2 separate regions of the Callithrix jacchus genome follow, and region 2 is linked to region 1. The links are chromatin contacts, called in public Hi-C maps. All regions are on one chromosome and are shown on one strand. The core of a region is the stretch at or near the end of the contact, and the rest is flanking DNA. Distances in the headings are between cores, read along the strand shown. Region 1 overlaps CDK15 (cyclin dependent kinase 15). Region 2 overlaps KIAA2012 (KIAA2012 ortholog).

Region 1 (4,092 bases), core at 844-3,343:
CCCAGCGCATGCACAGCACCTGGCAGATAGTAGGTGCTTGAAAATCTTTGATTTATTTGAATTAAATTGAAAACTTACAAGAAAAACAATTGATTATGAGCCCCATGGATGTTGAGCCTGGAGAATTTTCTTCTAACATAAAAAAACTTCATGTTGTTTTGAAACAACAGAAAATTGAAAAAAAAAGCAACATATTTTCTCTGTTTTGCTGGAACCTAGTTATCTTATTAAGCACACAGTCTGGCAGGGAAGCACTTTGGCCAAGTTTCTATGATTATTGCTCTCACCAAGACATTTTGTATTAAGGATCACTGTTGTTTGCCTGGGCCAACCTGAAACCCAAATGTCTGAAGTTTGGGGAGTAACATATGCCCACCACAGTAGTTTTGTATTGGCATCATCCAAATTGTTTCCTGTAATCCATCTGCGACTCTACACTTCTGCTGGCATCCTCAGTTAGCTGAGGGAAAAGAGAACAGCGTGGACAGGGAGAAGTACAAGCAGGGTAGGAAAAGGTGAGACCCAAGTTCTACTGGAAACCATGGCAACTGGAGATAGGACCAATTTGCAGGCTGGACCATGGCTCTACAAGAAGCTTGTTCTTTTTTCTCTATCTCAGACCAATGGTAACAGGCACTATTCCAAGCCCTGTGACCAGAGAGTGGCATTTTTCTCAGATTCTACACTCTAGCAAAATGGTTAGAAATCATAAACCATTTGCAAATGATTTTAAGGCCTTTTAGCAATGGATATGGCTATTCACAAAGCAGCTGAAAGGACTTTACAGGTAGTCTTTAGCTTGCTGTAGGGCTTCCATAATCCTGATGGTTCAAGATGCCTGATCCCTATGGATAGCTGTTTGAACAAAAGTATTGGATGCCAAAGAAAAGAAGAAAAAAAGGCCCAGCTCCCTATGTCTTCTATCTTCTTCTTTAATCACATTTTAACTCTAGCTACAATTTCTTGCTCTCATGAAACCCTTTTAGGATAATATCATTCTAAATTTAGTAAGGACAACAGGCTGAGTGCGGAAGCTGAAGCAGGTGGATCACCTGAGGTTAGGAGTTTGAGACTAGCCTGGCCAACAGAGTGAAACCCCATCTCTATTAAAAGCACAAAAAAATTAGTTGGGCATGGTGGCAGGTGCTCACAGGGCTGAGGCAGGAGAATTGCTTGAACCCAGGAGGCAGAGGTTACAGTGAGCCAAGATCCCGCCGAAAATCTAGTTTTGAGCATATCCACCCTAATCTTGTCCTTCTCTGTACCTGTCTACCTCCCTTTTCATCCTGCCAGTGAGAGCTCAGCTTCAGCATAGTCTTTATTTGTTTCTCCAGCTTCTGATGTGATCCTTCATTCTGTAGTTCAGTGTCTGTCTCCTCCCTTCTGTCTCAACATCCTTGAGGTGACTAACCTCATTCCTTCGATGTGGCCTTGAGAAAACTTCTCAAAGAATTCCCCCATGGTTGACTTCTAAATTTATCCCAGAAGCCAGTCTTGAAAGACCAAATGTGTGAGAGAAAATGACCAAGTGTCAGGTTTAGAGGCAATGAATGAACACTTAGTAAATATAATCTAGAGACAGCTTACCTGGCATGTCCTAGGCCTAATGAGCCTCTACCTCTATTCTGTTGCATTAGCTTTCTTTTTAAATATATGAAATTTAACAATCTAATCAATAAACTTATGAGAGTCAGGGGTGCAAAGGTGAGCCATCTTTTGAGTTGTTCTTTTGAGCCATTGGGTGTTTGACAATGGATGTGGAATCTGCAGTAATAGTCATTTCAAATTCTGTTCTGCTTGCTGCTTGTGTTTTATAGAGCTGGGGAACTGCTCTAACATCAACTACTATTTCAGTGTCTTCGTCATACAAAGATTAATCAGGGGATATATGAATGTAGAAATTCATCAAGACCCATCTGTGCTGCCAGTTTCGTAATATAAGAAGAACACCCTGTTAGCATGGCCAGTGCTCTCCTTCCTTACATTACTAATACTCAGTCTTCAGAAGCTCAGATCAATATTACCTGGATTGTAGTTGGGTAGCTTGGAGACTCCCGGCCAAGTGTCCTCTGTAGGGACTCCCAACACCTATATAGAGCCAAACAAAGAAAAAGAAAGGTGAGGGGGAGATAAGGGGGATGGAGGAGGTGTAGAGACATGCAGGATAGATCAGGGAAGAACAGAGAAGAGTCAGATATCTGCCCCATTGCATGAAACCAGCTGATGTATGTAAGAAAGAAACTTTAGGGTTTCCAACATTCGTGGTTTCTTGGGCAAAACTGTAATACATTTCTATGATTCCAGGCCTGCCTTCTTACTGACTGACTTGTCTGAGGCAAATCCTACAGCCTTGCTTAAAGTCATGTTCTCATCACTAAACATTTACTGCATGATCGTCATTCATTAGGACACCATGTTGGGAGTCAGGAATATAAAGAAGCAGGAGTGCCTGTCTCTTTGCCTTATGTTAGATGACCATATGTATATTGACAGGAGACACTGACAGCTAAAATTATGCCTCAGCGTGGGTATTCAGCTGTTCCCCGATGTGCTCAAATGGAAAGGATTCAGATTACTGACCTTCAGGCAATGGAATGTTGGCTAAAGATGACCTCAAAACTAACTCTAGTCCTTTCTATCACATTCATCTCATCTGCTTGTTTTCTCGTGACCAGCAGCTTGGAATATGGTATTTGGTTTCTCACTGATGGATTGTCATGGGAAGAACATCACTTGAAAAAGAGCTGTCCCTATGCTTTGAATTACCAAGTTAAAGCTCTAGATTTTAGTTAAGATTTATGAAAATAAAGTCTTGGAGTACAAAGCCAAAATAGCTCAGACTTTGGATGGAGCTGTCACCATGAGTTCCCCTGTAGGCATTACCTTACCATTCTTTTAAAATAATCATAAAAACCCATAGGCAGTTATATATGGGAGCCAGAGTAACATTGTTTTTGTGAAATATTAGTAAAACACTAGTAGTTTTCATTATAGAAGCATATCTCACTATAACTCTTTTTAGAAACATCTCTTACAGAAAGAGTCTAGAAAATCCATCTGTAAAATGCTGGTTATAGATACTGGTGCAATTATTAGGGGAGGGAGTCAACTGCCCAACAATGACTGAATATAATCAATGAAGAATTCAGAATCTTAATATCTATCAGCTTATTGACTAGGACTCTGGCTGAGAGGTATACTTTTTGGATTCTATAAAGCTTGTCTTCAAACAAAAGACACTGAAGTGCTATTTTCCCTCATATAATAAAAAAATCATGCCACCCAGTAAAATCATCCTTCTTTGATCCATTCCCTAAACAAACTGAAAAGCGACAGAGAGGATTATAGGCTTTTCCTATCAACCACTCTGAGCCCGAGGGAACACTAAGAATCCTGGAATCCATTCTGAAACACCGACTGGACTAATTCTTCTTTTGTGGGAGAGGGCCAGGGGATGGGAAGCTAATTCTTCTTTTTTAACCTACTGTCTTATGTATTCGCAGAGATGCATGTGTAAACAAGTGGGTGTGAGTCACATGTACTTATACATCCTCCGTTGGCTGGCAAAGTGCAATGAAAAGAAAGCAAAGATAGTGAAGAGAAAACAATACAGGAAATACATAACAACCACTATCATGTTTTCTCTAAGGTGAAAGTTACAGACTGTTGGTTACTTTGTGTGATGTTTAAAGCCAACAAAATGGATACTAAAAAAATTTTTTTAATCTTATATTCCAAAGCTTTAAGCTTGAGATTTTAAAAGTTTAAACAAAACTTCAATATACTTTATTTGGAAATTTGATCTCAGTTTCTATTGTAAAGTTATTGAATTCTTTTTCACTTGAGAAAATTACTAAATCTCTCCTTCACTGTCTGGGAAACTGAAAACCAAAAATTGTTGCTTTACTCCCTCCCTGAAGGCTCTTAAAAGGCAGCCAGTAAGTGCTATGTTTCAAACCACAGTGGTCTGAGGGGCTGTTTATCTGCCTTTGTTGGAAGGGAAACTAAAAGCATTTTGATTAATGGATTCAAAGTTTGCATAGTTTATTCTGATTTTAGAACTAAATCCAGGATTTTTTTTGTAAAAAACAC
Region 2 (3,817 bases), core at 385-2,884, 320 kb before region 1:
TCAAAATCAGGAAGCCCTCTTCTATTCTTAGTCTGATAAGTTTTAATTCGGAATGGGTGAATTTAATTTTTTCCTTTTGCATCTATTGAGATGATCCTAAGTCTTTTCCCCATTAACCTCTTGATGTGGATTATAAACATATTTTCATATGTGAGGCCTTCTTTGAATTCCTGTGATAAACCAAATTCAGTTATGTGTATTGTTAATACGTTTAAAAATATAAGCTTAAGAATTTGATCAGTTAATAGTTTATTTCAGACTTTTGTATGTTTGATCAGAAGTGAGATTGGTCTATAATTTTCCTTTTTTTTTTTTGAGGCGGAGTTTCACTCTTGTTGCCCGGGCTAGATGCAATGGCTTGATCTTGGCTCACCACAACCTCCATCTTTTGGGTTCAAGTGATTCTTCTGCCTCAGCTTCCCAAGTAACTGGGATTACAGGCATGCACTACCATGCCTGGCTAATTTTATATTTTTAGTTGAGTTGGGGTTTCTCCATATTGGTCAGGCTGATCTTGAACTTCTGACCTCAGGTGATCCTGAGGCGAAGGTTGCAGTGCCTTGGCCTCCCAAAGTGCTGGGATTACAGGCGTAAGCCACCATGCCTGGCCAATAATTTTCCTTTCTTATGTTTTCCTTATCTCTAGTTTTAGTTGCTTTTTGGTTTTGACAAATTTAGGTATCTTGTTATAAATGAGTTTTTCTTCCTGGAAGGTGAAGAGAATTTTCAGAATCAAGGGATGACTGTTGTTCTCTGGGACTCTGGGGTTCTTCCTGGGGGACTTCTTCCGTCTGGGCTGAGTAGAGTAAGCCAGAAACATTCTTAAGGATGCACAGCTTCCCACTTCCTCCTCCTTCACTATGAAGGAGAACTTTGAAATACAGGCTCATGCCTGTAATCCCAACAGTTTGTGGGGCCCAGGCAGGCGGATCACCTGAGGTCAGGAGTTGAGACTAGCCTGGCTAACATGGTGAAAACCTGTCTCTATTAAAATACAAAAATTAGCAGGGCCTGGTGGCGGGCGCCTATCGTCCAGCTGCTCAGGAAGCTGAAGTGGGAGAATCGCTTGAACTCGGGATGCAGAGGTTGCAATGAGCTGAGATGGTGTCACTGCACTCAGGACTGGGAAACAGAGTTAGACTCTGTCTCAGAAAAAAAAAAAAAAAGTAAATGCTAAAAATTACTTCCCTTGTTTCCACCCCTAAGTGGAAAACTAGCCAAAATAAAACGGTATCAATTAAAAAGTCCAAATTGTTTGGGTGGCACTCCAGAGGTTTGCCTGCCTCCTGGCCTTCCCCCAGGGACTGTGCGAGCCTGTTTTTCAGATGTTTAGACCTTCTAGCTCTGTCAGTCTCCACCTCGGGATGGAATCCACAGGAGGCCCCAGCGTTAGAGACATCACAAGCCACCACAGAGAGGAAAAGAAAAGACGAAAGGAGGCGACACACCCGGAGAAGCGACCCTTCGGGGAGAGCCCGCCTGGAGTCTCGAGCTCACCGGCAAGGAGCTCCTTTTGTGAGGCGGGGACGACCTCTCACAGCGGAGAGGCGCTAGGCAGGAGCCTCTCCAACGCCACGGGGTCCCGAGCGGCGCTACTGAAGCCACAGACGCCGCCGGCCCGAAAGGGGCTGCTCCCTGCGCGCCTGCTGTGGGCCCTGCCGCCGTGGAGGCGCAGATGCCACACTGCTGGGCCACTTCGTCCCCTTCCCGATTGGCCATACCTTTTTTTTTTCCTTTAAAAAACTGCTTGAAGAATCTTTTCAGTCTCTCTCATTGCTTGATTTCCTTCCTTCCTTTCCCTCCCTCCCTCCCCGCTTCCTTCCTTCATCCCTTCCTTCCTCCCTCCCTTCCTCCTTCCCTCCCTTCCTGCCTTCCTCCCTTCCTCCTTCCCTCCCTTCCTGCCTTCCTCCCTTCCTCCCCCCCAAAAGAAAAAAGAATCTTTTCATTCAGATTTCGAGAGAGAGAGAGAGAGAGAGAGAGAGGGGGAGAGAGAGAGAGAGAGAGAGAGAGAGAGAGAGAGAGAGTCCGTGCATGTGTGTCTGTGTGTATATGTGTATGTATGTTATGGGTGTCTGTACATATGTGTATATGTGTCTGTGTATGTGCGCGCGCGCGCGCGTGTGTAGTATTTCTTTAGATCTCTATTTTCCCTGGACCTTGTTGTTTTTTCCTGCGGGGGCGGGGAGGCAAACCGTCTTTTTGATAGCTGTTAACATCCAGAATTAATCTATGCAGACAAAGCCTGGGGAGGTCAGCCTCATTATTACCCAGCTCTGCTGTCAAGGATGTGGGACCTAACTACTCTGTGCCTCAGTTGTCTCATCTGACAAGTAGGGATAACAAGGGCTGCTTCTGTACAGGATTGATATAAAAGTTAAATGAAGCACTTTATAGAAAATGCATAGCCTAGTGTCTGGCACACAGAGAGTATGAACTGCTGTCTCTCTTGATGTCTTCATCACAAATGGGTGAATGCAGTCTAGGTTCAGTAAACGCCTTCCTTCATCTCAGCCATCACCTCCTTCAGGAAGCCCTACCTGATTTCTCCCTATCACTTCTGCCCAGTCCGGATCAGTTGTCCTTCCTGTATTCTCTTAGAGCACTGATCGCATTGCACTCACTGGAGCTGTGTGCATGCATATCAGTTTTCTGCACCGAAGTGGGAGCTGCAATAAGGAGTGTGTTTTATCCAACCACAGAAGGTGTGAAACTTAGGGACCAGCAAGCGTATGCTGAGTGAATAATGGAAGCTTCCATTTATGTCGTCAGTGGTGAAAGACTTAAAGCCTGAACCTGGAGGCGGAACCGTGGAGCTATCTCAGTGGTAGCACTGTAGATTCTGCTTTTCCCCTTACCAGAAACAGTTCCAAAGTCACTGAGTCACAGAAAGTGAAAGACAGAGATTGGAAGTTCAGTTTTGTTATTTTCAGGTCAGGAAGTGGAAGCCTCCAGAGGCCCAGGGGTTTATGGAGGCCTCATGCCATGCAGGAGCACCATGCAAAGCAGTGCTCCCATATTGACCTGTTGAGCTGTCACTCACTTGTTGCTGTACAACCCAGGGCCTACAAATGCACAGGGATGGCCTTCTCCCAGACTGTCACCTGAGGGAGGCTGGGTGGTAGCAGAGATTCATGTAAGGCACAGTGAAGGTGGCAGGCCAGCCTTTCCTGGAAGTAGGGGTGGGGGATGAGGTTGGGAAGGAGGCCTGGCTCCAGTCCTGGATCTGCAGCCTATCACTGTGCAAGCCTGAGTGACTCATAGATGCCCAGAGCATGAGAATGGGATGGGGCCCCAGAGATGATCCATCCCGACCTCTTTGGTTTATGGGAAGGGAGACCAAGGCCCAGATAAGTGACCTGCCCTTCCCTGAACTACAGACTTAATCAAAAGCACAGCTGGTAAATGCATCCATGTCTTTTGAATCTGAAACCTAGTTTCCTCAATGAATGGATTCCAGTGTTTCCCAGATATCAACGGGCATATGAATCACTTGAGGACCTTGTTATAACACAGGTAGGACTGGGGTGAGACCCCAGATTCTCATTCCTAATTAGCTCCTAGGTGCTAGCTAGAATGGCTCTAGGTAGGTGGTTCTTAGAAAAACCACTGGTGTAGACTGCACTATGATGAAATTACTGGGTGTACTAACCACGAATTAGTGTAGCCTTATCAGGTGAATGAGGACATCGGCGGCTGGGACACTCACTGAGACGCTGATAGAGCCAGTGTCCTTCTCCATCAGCATTAGTCATCTGTTGCCCTGTTGGCTGCTTCTGGATCTATGGTGAAGACGCAGGTTCTGGCTGGTGGCTGTAGG

The links. A called contact is a pair of places that touch in the nucleus more often than the background predicts.
Region 2: a Hi-C map of skeletal muscle shows a contact between it and region 1, with 6 times the contacts expected there. The contact joins two enhancer-like sites. A contact is called at or near these places in 2 of 3 Hi-C or Micro-C datasets (both in skeletal muscle).

What each region holds. Positions count from the first base shown.
Region 1 is chr6:123,023,127-123,027,218 of calJac240_pri, reverse strand. CDK15 (cyclin dependent kinase 15) reads right to left here. Exons shown (of 15, transcript XR_013519036.1): 10 at 2,025-2,088. Among named protein-coding and RNA genes, the nearest start is that of CDK15, 50 kb to the right of the region's middle. Within about 2 kb of position 2,093, at least 2 of the 16 cell types and tissues checked have an H3K27ac peak or open chromatin away from gene starts, as enhancers often do. A contact at or near this core is called in skeletal muscle, where this site is marked.
Region 2 is chr6:123,345,293-123,349,109 of calJac240_pri, reverse strand. All of the region lies in intron 14 of KIAA2012 (KIAA2012 ortholog), which reads right to left. Among named protein-coding and RNA genes, the nearest start is that of SUMO1, 68 kb to the left of the region's middle. Within about 2 kb of position 1,634, at least 3 of the 16 cell types and tissues checked have an H3K27ac peak or open chromatin away from gene starts, as enhancers often do. A contact at or near this core is called in skeletal muscle, where this site is marked.